2 separate regions of the Columba livia genome follow, and region 2 is linked to region 1. The links are chromatin contacts, called in public Hi-C maps. All regions are on one chromosome and are shown on one strand. The core of a region is the stretch at or near the end of the contact, and the rest is flanking DNA. Distances in the headings are between cores, read along the strand shown.

The links. A called contact is a pair of places that touch in the nucleus more often than the background predicts.
Region 2: a contact with region 1 is called in a Hi-C map of liver, with 1.8 times the contacts expected there. The contact joins two enhancer-like sites. A contact is called at or near these places in 2 of 2 Hi-C or Micro-C datasets (crop and liver).

The regions. Positions count from the first base shown.
Region 1 is chr3:68,541,812-68,547,044 of bColLiv1.pat.W.v2, forward strand. The region is part of intron 4 of SASH1 (SAM and SH3 domain containing 1); the gene reads right to left. Among named protein-coding and RNA genes, the nearest start is that of UST, 96 kb to the left of the region's middle. Within about 2 kb of position 1,775, at least 1 of the 3 cell types and tissues checked has an H3K27ac peak away from gene starts, as active enhancers do.
Region 2 is chr3:68,639,021-68,644,076 of bColLiv1.pat.W.v2, forward strand. The region is part of intron 1 of SASH1 (SAM and SH3 domain containing 1); the gene reads right to left. Among named protein-coding and RNA genes, the nearest start is that of UST, 190 kb to the left of the region's middle. Within about 2 kb of position 3,736, at least 1 of the 3 cell types and tissues checked has an H3K27ac peak away from gene starts, as active enhancers do.

The sequences.
Region 1 (5,233 bases), core at 525-3,024:
TAAAGAGAAAAACTATTAGAATAGTCTGGGAACTGGACAGCTTATCTTATGAGAGAAAGCTAGAAAAGGCTTGCCTGTTCTGCCTGTCAAAACTAAAAGCTGCAAGAAAATTAATTAGTGCCTCTTAACCAATCAGGCACAGGAACAAGTAGACTTAAGCTGGAAAGAAATTAGAAAGGAGGAGTTAACATTTCCTATTTGGACAAACTTCCAACAGTAGGTAGAGACAGGGAGGGCAGCTTTAAAAACTAATGGCTTTTAAGAGAGTCCTTGAAAGACAGAGACCAGACCAGATGCCTTTGACAATAAAGACCTGGACATGAGGACTGCCTCTGGAGGGCACTTCTGGTTCTCCTTTTGCAGCCTGTGGTTTTGTAGGAACAATGGCAAAGCCAGGCATCCAAAACAATCTTTGAATCTGTCTTCCCATAAAAGTGCTGCAGCGGGGATGATCTTGCTATACCTAAGGAGTAGTTACATTTATACAGTCCCCAAATTACATTCGGCCCTCTGAAGTCAACCGCGAGGCTGACGTGGCCCCTAGTGAAAATGAGTTTGATACCCCTGACCTAAGCAATTCCTCACTTTTTAAAATTAACCTTTGAATCCTGGAGCTAGGCTCCAGAACCTGAGAGTGTAAAGAAGAACCAATGCACACATCTGTATCACGAGCCAGCTGAGACTGTATCTGAGTATTAACATGGGTTTTAACTAGGATGTATCGAGCTACAGCTTATCCTGTTAACTCTGCACTGATTCTGATCTCAGAAACAAAAACACTGGGGCTTATCTTGCATACAGAGTGGTTGACTTTACAACAGACAGTCATACGTGCCTCGAGATGTGAATGTGCTGGTACACCGCAGAAATGGGAAAGGAAACAAATGACACCATGTGCTGCTTTCATGAATGTGCCTGTTGATTTTTGAAAGCTCATCATTCTTTAAAGAGAACAAACATAGGAACTGAGAATGACAGGATTTCTGACGGGTTTTTGTTTCAACACTAAGTATTTTAAATGCAGATGGGCTTTAACACATGGCCACATCTCATTTATGGACCATAAAATCCACAGGTGCACAGCACCATCTGATAATGAAACCACTACTGTTATGATCTTCAATAAACTGATAGTGGCTCTCTTATTCCCTCCCAATGACTATTTATAGCCCATTGAGGAAAATGCTTTGGATGGGATTTTCAATCTACAAATACTATGCACATTCATAGCAGTGAATAAATCGATGCAAAAGCCCATGCTGGCTGTGCTGCAAAGCCATTTGGTTATCTGTGTGCATTAGAAATGGCTCACTCACATAATTAGTATGAAAAACTGACAGACTTGTAAATGGTCCTGACTGAATACAAGATAATTTATCTAACCAGAGCTGGCACAAGAAAGAAAACGGGCCTCTGGTATTTTTATCAAATTTGCATGAACCTGAAGAGAAAGCAGGCCTGCAAGGTTCTGACCTTGCTGGCACCAGTGTGAAAAAGGGATGGAAAGCAAAGACGTTTCATTCAATTATCTTCTCATTAGGTTTCCATAGCAATGGCTCTTTAAGCAGGTCAAAACTTTCTCAGTGGAAACAAACACTAAGCTGCTTGTGGGCCGTGTGTGTGGATGTGTATTTTCTGCCACCACCAGCACTGAAGCCACCACGTTGGTCCCACGGGCTTGGTCCAGTGACTGGCAGTGGGCAGATGGGGCTATGTCACGTACTTAATAACCGACTGGTGGGTCTCAGCCAGGAGTCAGATAATTGCCAGCTAAAAAATAGCTCTTTGGCAGCGAAGAGGAGGGCCCAAGGTACCACATGCAACACACTCTGTTCTGTGGGCATTGCTTACTACGTGCCGTGCCGACTAGCTGCGACAAGTCGGGCTTTCTCATGAAAGGCGTCCTTCATGCTTCCTCTTACAAAATTACCAGGCTTGAAATCTTCTTCCAGCTGCTCAAAGGCACACTGGTTTCCCTCCTCACGTGTCCCAGGCGGCGTTTGGCTGGCCTCTCGCTCCCATTGTGCGGGTTATTGTGGGAGTTTCCTGCCCTACTTCTCTTGAGGAGGCTGTTTAAAGGCAGCATGAATAATTTGGCTTTGACTAAATCAGGCCTCAAACAAGTGAAAACAGGGCCATACACATTCACTGATTCTTTTTGATTCCTGTAAGCACAGGGTACAAAGAAAAAAAAAAGTTATCTTAAATGCAGACATCTCAAATATGGCAAGTTCTTACTTATTTTTTGTCCAGTATTCCTTTCTACTTTTAAACTATGCAAAAGGAAACATTTATTCTGCTAGTAATTAAGTGCAGCCGTTAGCATCCTTGGTTTTGGTGTCTGCTCATTTTCTGCTTTGTTCTCAGTTTCTGCTGTCTTTCTGCCTCACATCCTCTGTCAGAGCTGTGCTCCTGTTTCTTTGCAGATGAGCTTACAAATGCCTGCCAAAGTTAATTTGGGCACCTTGAGATGTTGCCAGAATCAAACATGATGGCATTTAAGCCCCTCACATCCATGACCTGGAGGGATGATTTAATAACCTCCTGCATTCAAAGCCTGACCTGCAGTTTGGATGCTGTAGGGGAAGCAGATTAGGAAATCTAATGTTAAAAACTTTTGGCAAAGGCCAGTAAAGTAGTATACCAAAAGGTGCAGACTTGAGGCTTGCATGAACCCTTTTGCAAAACAAAAGCCATTTTTAGAAAGACTGCTGCTTCCACTGAAAATCACAGTGGAGGATGAGAACATTGAACTGCAGGCACTGTCTGAGTCTTAGGCTAGTTTGGAGTTCAAGTTTATATCACAGGATGGTGACAGGCTTTCATATGGCACATCCATTGCAGAAAATCCTTAAAAATATATTCAGCCAACAGTTTCTCCTGCAGAGAAAACGGCATGCAGATAGCAGCCTCAGAGAAAGAGGTTACCCCTGATCCGCCCATGACTCCTCTTCTGACACACCCAACAAGCCACCAGGGATCTGACCAAACTATATGAACTCAATGTGTGAGGGGCTCAGTTAAAGATGCATGTCTTGCACTCACAAAGAGGATGACATAGACATTCCCTCTCAGGAGCAGCTGAAGCATGGAGCTGAGGACACAGCTGCTAAGGGCAGACCAGCTCCCCAGTACCGGGGGAATGTCAAGTCCCCCAGTAATGCTGCCCTGGGCCGCCTGCACCCCACAGGGCCGTGCTTCTCTCCAGCACCTTCCCCTCCGCAAATCTGTTTTTGCTCAGCTCCCTGCTCTGGCAGAGTCTGGCGTTTAGGTCCTGAGGATCACAGGGTTGAAACAGCACAAACTGTACTGTAGTACAGTCTGAGGAGTACGGCAGGATGAATTGTGGCACTTAATACGCAGTATGACTATTTACTTGGTCAGGAGTGTGCTTGAGTGGTACAGTCCAAGAAAGAGCAGGTGATTCACACAGGAGGTGACAATTCATAACATCCACTGCCACGCGAAGGTGGTGGGAACACCTATGAAATGCCAAATACAGCCACAAATGCTATCCCATGTGTTGTTTTTTGTCCTTCCTTTCTCTAGCAGCTGCAAAGAAAAAAAAAAGAGTATATAGTAGTGACTATACCTCATCCTATCTGTACGCAGTGCTCTTGGGTCTCTCACCCACTTCCTTCTCTTTCCTGGCAGCTCTCTGATACACCACATTGAAAACGTGCCCAGAGGCTGCTGGAGCAAATAGTGACAGCAAACAGTTATATTTCCCAAGAGGGAAAACACAAAACTTCCCCTTTGCAACATCCCCAGTTCTTCTAAAAACAGGATGAGAGTCAGGATGCAGAAGCCTGAGTTCAGGGGACGGGGTTTAACCTGGATTTCCTGGCAAACATGCAGAGCTCATCAGTCTGTCATGTAGACTTGAATGCTCAAAAATGGGAACAGGCTAAAAGTTGGATTACATTGTTTTAAACCCTCTGTTTATAATTATGAGAAAACCCTGCTCAGTTCCCTGCCTGAGTAAACATCCTTGGGGTGTTGCCATCACTTGGATATAATGGGGATTGTATATACAATACATCCCCAGATCTACATGGTATGGGGACAAAGAAGCAACAGTAAGTGCTAAGAACACATTTACTGCATATTTGTTACAGTGATGATTCTTCTAGCAAAATCAGAAGGCATTGTGTCTATAGAAACACCTGCAATTCTGGGGAGATTTTTCTTTAAAATAACATCACTGTTAAAGATGCTGTTGCCACCTTGCTGAAGGCACACTGAGAATCTGAAAAGTTACGCCAGCACCACAACCGACATCAAGACTGCAGTTTAAAAGATGTAAATCTTGGAAAGGGCAAAGGGAAATGAAATGTATTATTAAGATAAGAAAGCTACAAATATTTCATTCCATGTTGTTTTATTTGCGGAATATTACATGACTCAGAAGCCTGCCCAACTGTTTCAATTTACAGAAGGAATGCCAGTATGGCCAAAAAATCAGAGCAATTGTGAGGCGAGGCTTGAACAAACATGACTTTGTTTTCTGTTGTTTATGGATAGCTTTTCAGGCCACATCAGTACCGTTGCTGTTATTCACGTAGATCTCAGAGGCCTTTTCTACAGTGAAGATTTTTTTCTCTTTGTCAGAATCAATTGATTCTGGTAGGGCATTTACAATGCATGGAGCAGGTTCGTTCTTATGTGCAGTCTTTTTTTGTAGCTTCATCTAATTACTAGGAACAGTGTTGTCAGCAATGGAGGACGGTAGCATTGCCTCAAATGCCTTTTGGAGGGTCAATGACTTGAAGTGACAAGGAACTCTGCCTCCAGCCTCATTTAACCCCTTTTGCCTTCCTCCAGGCATTACAGCTGCTCTTCTGAGTAACAGCACATCACCCACAGCACAGATACTTGTTGAGCAACTTGATGGACTGAGGGCACCAACTAATTTCACGCTGGCTTTGAACAGGTAACAATAATAATGACCTGGGCAGCAGGGTTAGAAAGACATAAGGCAAGACCAAACGCACACCGCTTGCCCACACAAATGGGATTTTTTCCTACCACGGAGCACCAAGGCTAATTTGTTTTCAGTGTGGTGTACAGTGGAGCCAGTCAGGCTCCCTCTTCAGTTGGGCACTACAGAAAAGGAAAAACCAAACCAGGTTAAAACAAACATAGCTTCTTCCGGACTCCCTCAAAGCCTCTTTCTGTCTGGACTCTCTCAACTCTGGCAAATTAAACAAGTATCCAGGTGTGTTATTTTAAA
Region 2 (5,056 bases), core at 2,486-4,985, 99 kb after region 1:
CCGTGCCGTGCTGGTGCTGCGGCTACAGAGGTGTTTACCTGGCACAGCTGCGGCTGTGCCTGCAGCACGTTCAAGCAGCACGTTCCTGCAGCAGCACGTTGTGGACTGGCCACACACCCGGGGCGGGCATGTTCCCTGCCACCCATCCCGGGCTGTGCAGGCTGCACTCTGCCTTCTGACTGGCAGCACTGAAATGCCAAGGCCTGGAATTAAACTGAGCTATTCTCATGCTTCTTTTTGTTTGCTCACCTAGCCTGTCTTTTTCTTTGCAAGCTGCTGTCTTTCCCCACATGCTGACAGGCAGCAGCAGGGAGGAAACTGGGGTGATGGCCATGATGGCCACAGCCAGGCTGGCACAGCACATACCCCCTTGGCAGGGCCATAATGGCACCTGTGAAGGACGAGGCTTCTGTTCAGCAACTCTTCCCCCCCAAAAAGCAGCTCCCTGGGGAGGACTGAACAAGCTGTGGTGCCTGGCCTGGGATACTACTGCAGGCACCAGAAGCCAGGAAGAAAGACGGGGTTTCCAGAAGCCACACCTGTGGGGATAAACACACACACAGGGCAGGCAGCTCTCCCGCGGGAAAAGATTACTGCCCGCTGGCGTCACTGCCTCTCTGCCAGAAGTTATCAGTCTCGCAAAGGCACTAAGGAAATCGCTGGTGTGAATGGCCCTAATCTGCGTCTCCCGCAGCCCCGATAACCTGGGGAGCGGCCGGACAAACAGTGAGCTCAGCTCGGCCAGCTCCTCAAGGAGCTGAGGCAACACCACCTTTTGCCAGCACGGAGAATGCAAAAGAGCAGGATATATCCATAGCCTGATGCAAAGTTATCCTATAGCTACAGTGACCAAGCACTCTCCAGGTGCTTAAAGTACAACTCCCCCCACCTCGCAGTGGTTTCAGCTGACCCCAACTTAGGCAGGAGCCTGCGTAGGGGACACTAGCTTGTGTGCAGTGATATCCAGGTGCTCATTCCTCCCACATCACCAGTGATTTTACACTGCTGAAACTTTCCCTGCCTTCTCCCTGTTTTTTTCACTTACACAATTGTTTCCTGAGGTGGCTGCATGCCAATTTGTTTCATTAACCTGGTAGCAAACTGGGTAGGAAAATTGTGGACAGTAAGCCGAAAAGACAGAAAAAATAAAGAGAAGTGGCATCATCAGGAAGTTGCATGACAGCTTTTGTCACACAAAAGCAGACAGAGGTTGATGTGGGCAGAGGGTTCAGTCCATAACAGAAGAATGAAAAGAATTAAAAAAAAAAAAAGTTGCCACCTGTCTTCTCCCATCCCTTCCTTTCCCCTCCAAAAAGTCATGAGAAGAAAAGCAGACACATCAGCAACACTTCCAGAAGCTCATGGGGAAGAGAGCACACTTAACCTCCTCCACACAGCATGATTGTAACCAAGTAAACTGCACAGCGGGGAGATCAAATGGCAAAAATGACTATACCAGCTTGATGAACCTTTGTTCCAGGGAATCCTGGTACATCAAACCTAATGCTGAATGAACATCACCAGCTCCACCTTCCCAGTAACAGTCTTGGACAATACACAGGATGTGTCAAAGGAAATCCTGCGGTTGCTAGTACAGCACCGATGTCTGTAAGGCCCCAGGTAGCCTTGTCATCAGTATTGCACTCCATTAATTAAACAAACTAAGCTCATACACAAAGAAACCCACACTCCATGCTTTAGAAGCATTTTAGCAGTGATAGCCATAGTCATCATTAGCACCACTTGCATAGTACCTTGTGACAAAGATTTTAAAAGCAATTGACAAAAAGATAGCTAAATGACACAAAAACCCTATAAATAAGAGCAAGCTTTGCCACATATAGCAAAGCAAGGCTCTTGCTGATAAGTACTGGGGGAAAGGAGCGGGAAAAATGTGGTGATATCACCACATAAAATAAAATTACTTCTACACTGCAAAACTTTCAAGATTTTTCTCTCTCTTTCTAGCTACCTGTCATATTTTAGGCTGCATTACTTAGATGGCTGAACCCACTAAGGACAACATTTCTAGACATGTCACCTTCTCCAATAGTTTACTAACATTTATTACGGAAAATATAAAAGCCCAAAGAGTTCAAAACAAAGGAAACAGGTCAGGAGAGCTGGACCAAAGCAAGAGTGTGGAAGGAAAACAGTCCTGTGAGAAGCTGCTTTGGCACTAGACAAATAAAATCCCCTCTCTCTGGATACAAAGACATAACTCTTATTTATGTGAATGGGAAACATGCTCATGCACTGAGGGGAGAACAACTACCATAGATCAACAGAACGACTGCACTGGAGATACCTAAAACCAGACTACATGTGCAATGAATGTGAGAACCATTTCAGCTATCTGGGTTTTCACAGATGATTTGGAGCTCGATGGACCTCGCTGCCTCTCTTTTCCCTGACATTTCTCCAACATTTGCAAGTTGCTTTCTGTGACTTGTTAGACGGTACCCCACAAAAATTTAGTCCATTCCTTTCTGCCATCACTACTAGTGTTCAAATGGACCTCTGTAACCAGTTTTCCTTCCAGAGGGAGTCTGCAAAACACCCTGTTCAGTTGGAAGCAGCCACCTGGCAGGTGTTCAGTCCGGTAATACATCCACATAGACTGCAACACAGCCACCTCCAGAGATGGCTTCAAAAACCGCAAAATGCAAACAGCTTAAGCCATTCTGTAAAATGCTTTTTTTCTCAGGTACCTAAAAATACAACCCTCACTGACTCATTGAGATATAGGGATGCTGCTCTCACTTGCTACAGCTACTCAAATTGACCATCTGCCCCACGCTGTAGAAGAGGACCACCATGAAAACAAACCAAGGAACTCTTATTAGTTTTAATTCAGCTGCCTCAGAACAGTTTAGCAAGTCTGCGGCACTAAAAAAAAAGCAGAGAAAACTGCATGCTAGGCTTCACACGCTGCTGATGGTTTAGGGTTTGTTAGCTGGATTTTAACCAAATGGATTTATCTGGTGAGATTCTATTTTTTTTTTTTTTTTTTTTTTCCATTCATTTTGTAGCTGTTCTGCAGAATATCAGGTTGCTGTCACACTCTAGTTCTAAGGCACATCTTACGAAATAAAGTAAAATCTAGCTATTTGACATAAAACACTGAACCAGCCCAAACCTACATTTCTGGTTCTAATTTGTTTTGAAGTATTTCTGAGAGATAACTTTTGTTCTGGCAGGCGTCACTCCTGACTAGGAACTGTCTGTCCTCTGAATCCAGCATAAACAGGAGTCTGAAATACAGGCTGTTTTGCAGGGTTGGGCTAATTGAGTAACCATGTGCCCAAGTCTGATTTGGGACACATCTATATTGCCAGTTGATCTGAATCTGGTGTTGCACAGACCTCATCTTAATGGCAAGGTAAGCAGGATGGATGTCTGTGGGACCACAGTGCTAGCACCGCCCATTCTGATGGTCACTTTTATTTACATCTGGAGATTGCTTTTTTAGAGGCACAAAGCTACTTCTGGATGGTATCCAACAACATAATGTTGAACAACCATAACCAGCGTGGTTCATAGCAATGGCACGCTAAGAACAGCCTGCACAAAAGAATTAGATCAGGGTGAGTCTCATATTTGTATGCAATGGCTTCCCAATTTCGTACAGGTTATTCATGCACACCGAAAGCAGCTGGAAATCTAAAGCTGTGCTTTTGCACTTCAAGCAGCTGGGGCTGTGGTTCTCGGAGCATTTCTCTGATGGCAAGGGTAGTTTAAACAACCCTGGCTCCCCCGCTTCCTTTGGGCACTGGTGCCCACCCCACCCCTCTCCCTGTGCTCTGCCAAAGGCAACTGTTTATGCAGTTGAGTGGTGAAGTGTCTCAAGGAGCTGATCTGGGTGGGAACAAAAGAAACCTGAAATAAAAGCCTAGGATATTTTTCTGGCCAGATCACTTCTGTGATCAGGTATGTCAGGAAGCCACATGGACACTTTTGTCGGCATAGCCTGGGGTGGGAGAGAGGGAAGGAGGAGGGCTGCTTTATGGGAGGTGTTATTCAAACAGTGCTGCTCCTGGATGTGGAGCCACAGCCAAAGCACTCTCATATGTCCCCGAGAAGTGGGATTTGTGTGCACAGTTCAGGCATTCATTAGTAATGGCTGGGCCCCCTTTGTAAACCTCCCCTTCTTCTCGCAGGGGTGTGGGGGGAAACAGGCTCATGCGGTTTTGCTAGGATGAAGTGAAAGCCTTGTAAAGCTAAATAAAGCTCAGCACCATTTTTATAAGCTTAGTAATAGTGCCCTGTGGAAATAGGCCATGATTACAACCACGGCAGTTTCTTACTGCATCTTTAAGCAGCGTCCCAAGTCTGTCACACTGATATTTTTGAAGGCCTCCGAAGCAAGAATGATCACTGTTGTTAAGACTAGGCAGTTTTATGTCTTTTAAAGTCAAACCACCAATGAGACAAAACTAGGTAAGCATTTTATATAGATCTGTAGGAATCTGAAGTTGAGGCTTACTCCATGACATATCACGGTTACTGTTAATCATAATAGACAAAAATAACTACATGTAGCAGGCAAGCCTGACTCATGGCATTCCCTCCCTTTACTCCAAAAAAACTGTCTTGTGTCTACTGTCACATATAGAAAAACCAGAGAATGCTGAAAAAAGAGAAAGAACTTTACCCCCAACTCTAAAACTTCAACTTCCAAATCACTGTTTTTTTAAATAACTAAAGCTTCTCAGGAGTAAGGCTGACAGTGACTCCTAACGTTAACCAAGCTCCAAGAAGCTTCATTTCAAGCCTCTTCTCCTGCCATGGGGACTACTGCTGACTAAAACTTCCCAGTGTCTCCTCCAAGGGCTGTCTCAATGACAGGAACTGTCAAAAGGACGAAGTGCTTTCCTTGTACAATGTCAGAGGCCACATGACCAAGTCCAGCTGAAACCTAAGCAACAGAAAGAAAAGGTGGAAGTCCAAATTTCCGTTCATTTGTGATATGGAAAAGCACTTTATTTAAGGGAAGCAAGAGGTGTTGCACAGGCCAAACATTTTACAACTAACTGAATCAGCTGCTCTCACCCTT